Regions from separate parts of the Gossypium hirsutum genome. Here region 1 is linked to region 2. The links are chromatin contacts, called in public Hi-C maps. All regions are on one chromosome and are shown on one strand. The core of a region is the stretch at or near the end of the contact, and the rest is flanking DNA. Distances in the headings are between cores, read along the strand shown.

The links. A called contact is a pair of places that touch in the nucleus more often than the background predicts.
Region 1: a contact with region 2 is called in a Hi-C map of petal, with 2.0 times the contacts expected there. The contact joins the enhancer-like site here to the promoter of LOC107931203 in region 2. A contact is called at or near these places in 4 of 34 Hi-C or Micro-C datasets (anther, leaf, petal and 1 more).

Annotation. Positions count from the first base shown.
Region 1 is chrA12:182,112-188,211 of Gossypium_hirsutum_v2.1, reverse strand. It overlaps LOC107931214 (beta-galactosidase 10), which reads left to right. Exons shown (of 20, transcript XM_041082362.1): 19 at 2,565-2,685; 20 at 2,817-2,993. Among protein-coding and RNA genes, the nearest start is that of LOC107931214, 17 kb to the left of the region's middle. Within about 2 kb of position 2,706, at least 2 of the 9 cell types and tissues checked have an H3K27ac peak or open chromatin away from gene starts, as enhancers often do.
Region 2 is chrA12:140,064-145,525 of Gossypium_hirsutum_v2.1, reverse strand. LOC107931203 (mitogen-activated protein kinase kinase kinase 3) reads left to right here and starts at 3,726. Exons shown (of 11, transcript XM_016863011.2): 1 at 3,726-4,402; 2 at 4,893-5,231; 3 at 5,447-5,462. The coding sequence starts at 3,915.

The DNA.
Region 1 (6,100 bases), core at 1,457-3,956, 44 kb before region 2:
TCACCCAAATGGAATGGGTTTAAATTTCACAATATGTAACTTTTTATTGGTTTTTATAAAAAATGAAAAAGATTAAAGTAATCTTAAATAATATAATTTATTTTAAATATGAATGATTATTTTTGTAACTTTTTAATCGAGTAAGTGCTCGATTGATAGTGACATTATCAGATTTTTAAATAATAGTATAGATACACTATGCATGTAAGAAAATATCTTTTAAAAGTTAATGATTATTTTTGGTGCAGTGATAAAAAAGTTTGTTTATAAATCCATTGAAGACGTCTTCAAAATTTAGATATGTTAACTTTGCAATGTTAAAATAACAATAGTAATCATCTAACAGGAAAGATAAATTAGTCTCTTTTCACGCATATGTGTATGAAAACTATGTGCTTAAAACACCAATAAATGTTTAAAATAATATATAATAAATAATAAAATTTATGGTTTGAAATTAATTAGTAATATCACATGAAAGATGTACGATATGGCAAATAAAAAAATAGATTAATAGATTAAGTTGTGAGTAAAACGAAATTTAAGCATGTAAACAAATCAGATTAAGAATACTAAATGCGATATTATTGTTTAACCAATGTTATTAATCTTTAGTTAATGTTGAGTTTAACTTGTGATAGAAACTCAATCAATAACAATATTATCAATATAAGTATACCTATAACAAGTGTATGTACGTAGAAATTACGTGTTTAGAATATACATATGCGATATGTACATTATTACAATGAAAAAAATTAGAATTAATTGTTAGTAAAATGAAATTTAAAAACAAAAATACATCAGATTAAAAATATTAAATACACTATGGTTGTCTATCATAGTGTTGTATCAATCTTGAGTTGATATCGAGTTAATTTGTAATACTAACTCAATCAATAATATTATTAGTATATATAATTGATGGAGGTATTAAGATATGCATAATACAATTAAAATGTAAATATTAGATTAAATAAAGCTTTATTTTAGTGGTAATTTCTCATTTGTTTTTATAGAAAATAAAAGAACTAAAGTAACCTCGAAAAGTATAACTTATTTTAAACACGAAAGGATAGTTTCATAAATTTTTTAATTGAGTTAGTTCTTGATTGACTCGTGACACCAATTCTGTTAGATTTAGTAGGTGGCAGAAAGCATTTTATATAAAAATTACTTTTTAAAAATTTACTTAATAATTATTATTGGAGTAGTGGTAAGAACTTGTTTATGAATTCATTGAACACGTTTTTGGAACTTAAATATATTAGTTTTAGTTCATTTATTTAAAAATTGTATAAAAGTATGAAAAAAAATAGCCATCAAAATAATATATAATCCTTTAATAGAAAAGATGAATTAGTCTTTTTCCAAATTAATTGATATCTGGTTAATTTAAGACATCAACTTGATTAGCGACTTAGATAATAGTAGATTAATCTTTTTAAGAAAATTATATTTTCTAAGATAATGTCGTTGATTGTGTTAATATATCAAGTTAATTCAATCTTTAATTTTTTATTAATTAAATTATATTTACGTATTTAATATTTTCTTACAATTTAAACTATTTTTTTAATTTTTGTTTTATACGTATTGCATATGTTATTATAATTAAATTTAAACCATACGTTTTATTTTATTATGTATTAGAGATTATCCGAATTATAAATACGCGGTTTTATATACATACGCTGTGATAAAAATATTAATATTTTTTAGGATAGTGGTAGGTTTTAAAAGGGAAAAGGGTGTTGGTTTCTTAAACAGTGGAGAGAAAAGTAAAAGAGTGGATGATTTTTTCTATAAAAATATAATATGTAAATTTTCATTATATAGTTTCACTTTTATGTATGCTATTATCTGAGTGAGATTTTTAAGGGGAAGAGGTTTTTGATAAGTAAATGGAGTTACTTAACTTGTGACTCGGTTAGTATTATTTATATATTAGATTATGATATACTCACAATGTATGCTAAGAAAGAAACATTTATGACATAGGGTGAAATAGTAAAATTAAAGCTATAACTACTATGGTTTTTAGGTTTAAATTCTTTGTATATATTTTAGATTTAAATTGATTTTTGGATTTTTGGTCGTTTTTCAATTAAGTTGGTGTCTAAATTGGTGTCTAATTGATTTATGATATCAATTTATTTAGAGGCTTAAATATGGTATAGATAGATATAGACAGTGTACATATTGCCATTTCGCTTATCCCAAAAGTTTAGGTTATCGCCTCTCCGCATAGCCATAAGTCATGTGCATGTAATGTCCAATTACTCAAGGAATCAACCGTAGCCAAGAATTTGCAAAATATTAGAAAAGTTTGCAAAACATTAGAAAAGTTGGCAGCAGAATCTGGTGCCAAGGAGTTTGTATAAGACTAATAGTTGGACTTAAGAATGTCCGAGAAACTAAGTCAACTAAGCTGTGATTGCAGATAAGCCCGTAATCTAGGTGATTATTTATAGTCATGTTCAGTGAACACACTTATCTGCGTATAGTATTAATGCATATTAATTAACACTATTTTTTCCTTCCTAATGTTCTGTGCACGGCAGGTCTGCCTGGGTAAGAATGAGTGTGCCATAGAACTAACAGAAGAGAACTTCGATAAGGGCTTGTGTCCTGGTACTACTAAGAGACTTGCAATTGAAGCAGTTTGCAGCTAAAGTTACCCCGGTATATGTTCCGACACAAATGTTTTGGCTGCTTCCTGAAGAAGGAAACGGAAGAAAGCGTTTTCTTTCGGGTACGAGCTGTGTTTTATTTCCTCAACATGATGCCCCTAATTTTACTTTCCTTTTGCTCAGGTACTTTTTGTCCTTTGAGGTGTTTGCGAAAATTCAAGAGCATAGATAGACTTAGCTCTTAATATGTGGAATATTCGTTTTTGCTTTTAAATATATCGATATTGGTCAAGCATTTGGCAAATGTCACAAAATTTATTTAATTTTACACAGTTTTATATATAATTTATATTAATTTAATCCGTCTAGAGTTCCATGTTTTATTTACGAGATTGTGTAATAAAGTAGCTTTAGGATTTGATACATTTAAATATTCAAATAAATTGTTATATCTTATGAAATAAAGATAAACGAGAAATTGATAGAGCAAAAGAGAATCATAAAATTTATTGATCATGTTTATATTGTTTTTATAAAGTTTATATTTATAGGCATAAGAAGCATATATAACATAAAAGATTACTTCTAATAAACCTTAGAGTCTTAATGTATATTAAATTTATCTTGATGGATATTCATTTAATAATAAAATATTTATAATATTCTTCTTTATATGTTTTTTTGATAGATAATGTGTTTTATTAAAAACAAAACTAGTAAAATCTAGTAGGATAAAACTTCGGTCAAGGAAAAAAGTGTATAGGGTATATTTACTCCCCTCATGATAACATAATATGATATCTCAAATTCTACGTGTCCTAATATTGGATATTAATTTTTCAAATGATCACTTGAACGACCTTGTTAAGTATTTATATCATCATTTCTTTGAAAGTTATGAGTGAGAATTTTTTGGGAGAACATATTTTTGTCTCTTCAAGAGTTTCAATAGTAATAATAATAAACTTTAATCGTAGTCTATTTATACCAATACATGCTCAAATAAATTCATATAAATATTTACACAATTGTATGAAACAATTTCTTGGGAATTTGTGTATGCTTCTAGCATTTTAAATTCTTTAAGGATTTTAATATAAACTTCTACAATATATATTGTAACAATAATCATAAGACGCACGTCAAGTATAAATTGTCAGAATAATAAGATATCTAAAGTCATCCACAAAAAAAGAATATTTTTCATAATCAATGTCAGGACTTAGCGAAAACTTCATATTTTTTATTTTGTTTTCGCAAGACTAATCATTTGAATCTCACTGGCTTTATATCGTTAAATGTTTAGAGTCTCAGTCCAGAAACTTTATGAATTTAATTTTACTTGAATTGTGTTTTTTCATTTTAGCCAATGTGTTTCATGTTTATATTTCTTGACAAATTGATTCAAGATCTTCCTTTTCTTTCATTATTTTATCAATAGTATTGCATGCGAAACCGTTGTAGACAACTTTTCATTTTAATTCCACATTATCTCGTATGCATAGCTTATCGAGATTTTTTATTTTCATCATTTTCATATTTAGATATCTGAATCTCTTTTGGAGTATTAATAATTAGTTATGTCTTGGTTCTCTTTAGGAGTACATGTTTCCATTATATGATCATCTTGGTTTAGTATTTTTTTTTACGAGAGCTTTTTTGGAATCAATCAATTTATCATGCTTTAGGCATGCAACACTTTCATTTATTCTAATAGGTTGTTCTACTTAGATTTCAACACATTAGTTGGTATATAACACTTGACATTCTTATTAGGTCAATAAATACATCTTATCTGTTAACTTGCAATAAAGTGAAACCTTATTTTGAAATTTTGGTTCAAATTACTTTCTCTGAGGATTTAATTACTTTCTTTGAGGATTTAGATAATGATAACTCATCGCAATTAATGATTTCATTCAACTGTTATTTCTCTCTCCCTAATGTTGAAAAACTATCAAATTAAAATAGTAATCACCAAATCATATCATAATTAAATTTTCAATTCATTCAAGACATTTAATAATACAATAAGATTAATAATTAATATATATTCTCAAATTTCTTCGAATATCCATTTTGTGCATTGTGGTGGAGCAACTTAAACATATCTTGCACACTCAAATTTTTTTTAAAAATGGGCTTGTAATGGCCTAAATTCAAGGTTATCGGAACAATGGTTTTGTAACCATAGATCCGATTTAAAGAGAAATTTATTTCAATATTTTTGCTTGAAAATTGATATGATAGGAAAATCGTATGAAAATATTGATAGGAAAATTTTATCGATTTAGTGATTAGATAGAAAAAGAAATTATTGAAGAAATTGGGTAAAAACAAGGTATCGAGACCTCTATCTCGTAAAACCGAGTCAAAAATAATTTTATAAATATTTATGAAATGTTATTAATGTGGTATTAAAATTTCGTTAGGAAATTTTAATGTTTGGGTAGTCAATTAAATGAAAAAGACTAAATTGGAATAGGTGTAAAAGTTGCTAGAATGATTAAATAGCTTAAAAGTCTAATGAGAAAGGATTTAAAAGGCAATTAGACCCAAAATTTATTTGGGCTGGACGGCAAGGGTATGAAATCAGCAGAAAAATTGATAAATTAAGGGTAAAATTGAAATATTGCAAAATTAACTAAATAAAACTAGGACTAAATAGGAAATATCTAGATTTCTCTTCATTTCTCTTCAATTCCAGCAGCTAAAAACGCCATAGGAGGGTTCTTTGAGCTGGTATTTCATAATTTTTGCACCAAATCCAGAAGATTCAAATACAAAGCTAGATCGAGGAAAGGAAAAAGTTCGGGATTAGTAGATTTTTACTGTTTACAAACAAGTATCAAGGTAAGTTCGTGTAACTTGAATTATATTCTTAAATGCTTGAGATTGTATGTTATTGATGTGAATATGATTTGAGTGTTCATTGTATGAAAATTAATGAAACATTGATATATTTGATAAAATGGGAAGAAATCCCGTTTGAATGAAAGGAAAATTCGATGGATTTCTGAAAAGGAATTGACGGTAAAAAGGATCTAGCCCGGACGGGTGATCCTATCTTGATATAGCCCTCCCGAAGAATATGTGTAAAATGGATTTAGCCCGGACGGGTAATCCGAATTAGGGTCTGAATTTAGCCTGGATTGGTAATTCAGATCCAAGCTCATTAGAGTAATTGTCGTTGCAAGGGATTTAGCCTGGACTGGTAATCCCGACAATACTCTATGAGTTTAAATTGCAGGGGATTTAGCCTGGACTGGTAATCCCACTGCAAGGTTGAGGTTCGCGGGAGTGTGCTCTTTGAAATGAAAATGTGCGCACATGAATATGAATTGACAGACCCGGAATTGTACACTAAAAGTGTACCTCTGAAAATCCATCAAAATTCCAAGAAATTCAACGGGATAAATATGGAAAAATAACAAGGAAATGGAAATCATGGTATTGACGAGCTCATC
Region 2 (5,462 bases), core at 2,477-4,976:
CCTTATATAACATGAAGGGGGTGGAAACCCTAGTATAAATACAAGGGTGAGTCGTTCACTGCTCTCTTACCCTAAGTAGGATGTTGTTTTTTCTATTTAAAATAAACCTCTACAACTCTATTAGCACAATTTTTGAGAGATTATTATTCTATTAAAAAATAAAAAAGATTTACTCTCAACTTATAATTATATATTTCAAAATAACAATTTTATCGGTTTCTATTATAGAAGTGAGAATTTTTGTTTTCACCTCAAAAGGAATTTTTTTTCCAAATTTGTGTTTCAGTTCAATTGATTTGAACCCACACTCAAAGCAGTTCGTGGTATGAGAATAGCAGAGGAGATCATTTGGTTGAAATCTGGAAAGTATTAAGGATTTGCTTATCGGAAAACATAGGTACTATTTTGGTTTAAGGTTTATTACTATAAATACCACAAAGTGGGTCGATTTTCAAAATTTTAATTTTCCATTGTGCAAGAAAATTATTTTCAAACTAATTTTTTTCCAACAAGCTTGCAAAACTAGACGCGTTTTCTGTCCACCACCACTAAAAGCCTACCAAGGTGCCCTGCCCCCGGGAATCTTGGGTACGTTTTCATGCATGTTTTCAAGAACACTGAAAACTCTTTCAAGCACGTGTCTACTAAAATTGGTTCTGCTGAAACACATTTTCAAGTAAAGAAGACCCCTTTATTATTATTCGATGAAAATGCATATTTAAAAAACGCGTTTTGAAGCACGCACTCCCTCTCTCCTCATTCTTTTTTGCTATTAAACTACCAAAGTATTCAATACTTAGACACAAGAAAATTCGTTCTTTTTTGAAGAGTTGTATTGCGAGTGTCGTCTTCATTTATTTGGGTATGAATCTGAAGATTTTTTTTATTCTAAATATTTAATTCATTTTAAATTGAATCGAGTCAATAAGTGAAATCCATAATTTATTACAATGGTCAAATTTGCAACATGGATGTCGGGGTCGTATTTGTAAAAACTTAATCCGTGGAATTGACTTTCTATTGTACCATTCAATTGTATGAGCTACGAACTAGAATCATGAGAAAAGTTGGAGTTCAAGTCGGGGAAGAATTTTGTACTTGAAATGTAGATATCTAGCATTAGTGGACCCTTTAAGTATGAACTATTTATTATGAAAAGTGAGCTGGAGCTGGAGGCGATCGTAAATTCACATTGCTTAAGTGGAAATGCTATAATGGAGTTATATGTAGAGTTTGTCAAGGTTGATGGAGTTGGTCCATCTTCGACCAATGTTGCAGCTAAAGCGGGAATCGAAGTAGAAGCAAAAATTCTTACGACACAGTTGTGCAGTGGGTTCACTGCTTTGTTACAAAGCTCCCATTATGATGTCCCCGAATCATAAATAGGAAAACATTATTTGGTTTCAAGCACCGATTTCAACTTTGGCGACCATTACTAGTCAGGTTATAAGCATAACTCGAACCTTGACACTCGGACATGACATTCAGTCAATGCATTCGATTTCAACTTCAGTTGTTCGATGTCCTGAGGTGGAAGTACTTATATCGGTATGCCATCAACCTACATCGATTGGCAATCCGGTGCAGATGTTGATCGTAACATAGTATATAGAAGAACTGATGATTTACTCCCTACATTCGAGTCCAACAAGGGTACATTGATAGTAGATATGGCTTTCTGGCAAGTCTGTATTGCAAGTGTCATTTGCATTTCTTCGAACAAATTTGCCTACTCCTCTCCTCCACCAAAAGTAGATATGACTTGCCAGTCTAAGCCAAGGCATGATCTCCATAGATGTCGTCATGTTTGGTGTAAAAAAAGGTTCGCGAATGGGTATGAAATTCATCATATGATCCCAAATTTCGATATACTCTTTGTTGAATTCTCGTCAATTTTCATCGATTTTCCTTCGCAAATCAAGCTTGTGTGGTGTTTCGATGTATTGTTGTGCCAACGAAATTTTTTGCCTCTACTTGAACTGCCGCATCACTCGATCCGATTCGTGCATCTCCACTGTCGCGTAAACTATCAATCGCACATTCGCATCCCTCCTACTCTGAATGGCCAAAAATTCAAGCGGGGCATATTCTATGATATTCGGATCGGCGAGTATGACATCTATTTAAACTATAGTGCACAATTAGCTACAAAATTTTAAATTCCAAATCATTGCTTAATTATTATAGGTTTGAAAAATTCAATAGTTTCAAGTATTGATCTAATAGTAGCTGGATATCTTTGAACTGCTCCGGTTGTCCCACATAACTCCACCCATGGTTTCACCTACTCAAACAATATGTTAATTCCAACATATAATAAATAAACAACATTTACTATGGTTACTATATATTATTATCAAATGAATTTTACTTTGTCACAAATGAGAATGTATAAAGGTTGTCCACTTGGGGACCTAAAAATGGTAGTCGCCACCATACCCATTACTACAACATGAGCAAGTAACTACTGATTGACATCTTATTCAATTCCATCGCCTGAGACAACTCCTTGTACAACGTGGCCAACAAGGCTAAGCCCCAACTTAGTCAACCACTTTATTTAAAGTCGACTAAGTGTAGTAGGCACCTTTTGTATACCAGATTTTGAGATTTATCGAGCATTAGAATGCCCTCGATAAACTTCATAGTGAATGCTCGGGCGTATTATTCTTTTTCGATGTCAATTGTGTCCTTAGGAAGGTCTTTGAAATTATCTTCCAACCATTTCATCTCTATCTGGCCACCTTGAAATTTATTCGGCACCTTCCCTAAAAATGCCTCGCAAAGGTACTCCTTACCAAGAATGACCACTGCCCTCGTAACAATTGACCCATCCACCAGTAAGCTAAGTTGTAAAACAACGTCCTCGAGAGTAATTGTACACTAACCGCATGAAAGATGAAATACGTGTGTCTCAGGTCTCCATCTTTCCACTAACGCGCTGATAAGCGTAGGATCCAATTTAAGCCTCCGAGCATCCAAGATGCATGTAAAAATCATGCATATTACAAATAACCAAGAATTTCATTGTCTGGGCTATTTGATAAATTGTATGAACCCCTCCAAAACATGATCATCCACCTATTTATATCAACAAAATAAAATAATTTAATTTTTTTTAAAATTAAAAACTTTAAAATTAACTTAATTGAAAAACAAAATTTAAAAATTTTCCTTACCATTACCGATTGAGCGGCAAAAATGTGCTTGTAGTTGAAACGAATAATAAAACTTGTTTCGTGAAAATTTAATTAAAATGAATAATCTACGAAATAATAAAATAAAACTATAATATTTTTATACAAATATATTAGTAAATTTCAAATAAATCTTGAGAAATTTGAGAGAATTGAAAGTTTAGAGAGAATAGAGAGAGTTAAATTTAAGAGAAAGAATGAAAAATGATATGATATTTATATGAAAATGAAATAATAGTTGGACTCTTTAAAAATTTTACAGTTGTTACGAAAGCACATCAAGCTGAACGCTCTTTGATACTCTATCTCTAAAATCGATGTATTTCTCTAAAAATAGCTTATTTCTCTAAATTTTGAAAAACCATCTATTTGGCTAATTAAAAAAACGATATACTTATCATATATATATATAGAGACCTTCAAAATATATATAAGAAAACTAATAATTTTATAACTAAATATTATCATTAAAATATGATATCTTATTTTATTTTATAACTAAATATTATCATTAAAATATGATATCTTATTTTATTAAAATAAATAAATGCAGAAATAAAAAGCTATCCTTCTCTCTCTTTTTGTCTGAAGTCTTTCTCATCATTTCCTCTCGGTTTCCTCCTCTCAATATAATTTTTTTTCTGCACAAATCAAAACATTTCTTCTTCTTCTTCTTCTTCATTGTCTTATAGAGAATAACATTTTCTTTTTTAAAAAATGCCTGCTTGGTGGGGTAAAAAGTCGAATAAGAACAAAGAAGAGAGTCAAAATCGAAGTCCACGAGGCACTAGCATCGGAGTAATTAAGCTTTCGCCTAATAAACCAGATGCTACTGCCGGATTTTCCTCCGGCGACGCTGCTGGCAAAATGAAAGTGGCCGCCGCCGCCGCCGCCGATGACAAGAACAGCAACTACTCTAAGAGCTTTGATGGTGGAGGGCTTGTTTTAACCACCAGTAATTCACCACGTGCCAGCAGGGAGTTCAGCGTTGTTGTTGGTTGTAGTGGTGGTGGGTCATCCGGGTTTTCGGGTTTGGATTCGGATTCAGGTGAAAAAATAGGGATTCCTTTGCCTACACCATCCATCTCACCGATGCAGAGTGATCATGTTGTGGGGTTAGGATCTGGGTGGCATTCGGTTTCAAGTGATAGCTCTTCTGAAGATAATCAGATTGCAAATGATCCGGTTCAATTCCTTGCATACAGGTTTCCTTTTCCCTTACATGTATTGGATTCTAAATATTGAAGGATTGATTTTCATTTTTTATTAAAATCTCTGAATTAATATGGGGCAGTTACTGATAATTTTTCTTTTGGTATATAAAGCAGTTGTTGATTAATTAATAAGATATAGTTTTTTTCTGTCTTTTCTTGGGTGTCAGAGTTTGACATGTTCTTTTTTTTTAAATAATTTTATCCATATGTATTTCCTTCCTTTTGGGTCTGCCATCTGTTAATATTTTCAGCTTTTGGAACTGAAATTTCCTGTTAACACTTACAAATTAATCACTGTTTCATGTTCAGATTGAATGTAATTCTTGAATGATACATGTTGGATACTTACATCTGTAAATAATATATCATATGTCTGTAACGAGCCAAATATTCAATATTATTGTATGGTATTGGGTTGTTCACACTCAAATGAAGCATTACCTGTAATGATTTTCAAAGAGCTGACATTAACTGAATCTAGGTCCTATATTGATCCCAGAGGCCAAGGTGAACCTAGAATGAACACGAGGTCGAGAAGCCCTGGTCCGGGGTCGAGAGGAGCAACCAGCCCGACGTCACCTCTTCATCATCAATTGTCTGCGGTTAGTCTAGAGTCTCCTACAGGCAGAAAGGAAGATGGCAAGTCCGTGTGTCATAAGTTGCCTCTTCCACCAGGTTCTCCTACTAGTCCCTCTGCTGCCCTGCCTAGCACAAGAACTTGTGGAGTGAATGAAAATACACCTTTTACTCTATCGAAATGGCGAAGAGGTAGACTCTTAGGAAGGGGAACTTTTGGACATGTTTACCTTGGGTTTAATAGGTAGGACTTGCTTTCTGTATCAGTTAATTATCATACTCTGCCATTCATAAAAGACTTAAGATTTATCTGTCACAGAAATTAGCTCTTGTCATGTATTTCATGGTTCCAATCCGGCTAATATGCAAGATAAAAAAGATATTTACCAACATCTTAAGTATGTTTTCAGTTTCTTCCCATTGTATACTTTTCTAAGATTATGCATCCGCGCTTGACAGTGAAAGTGGGCAGATG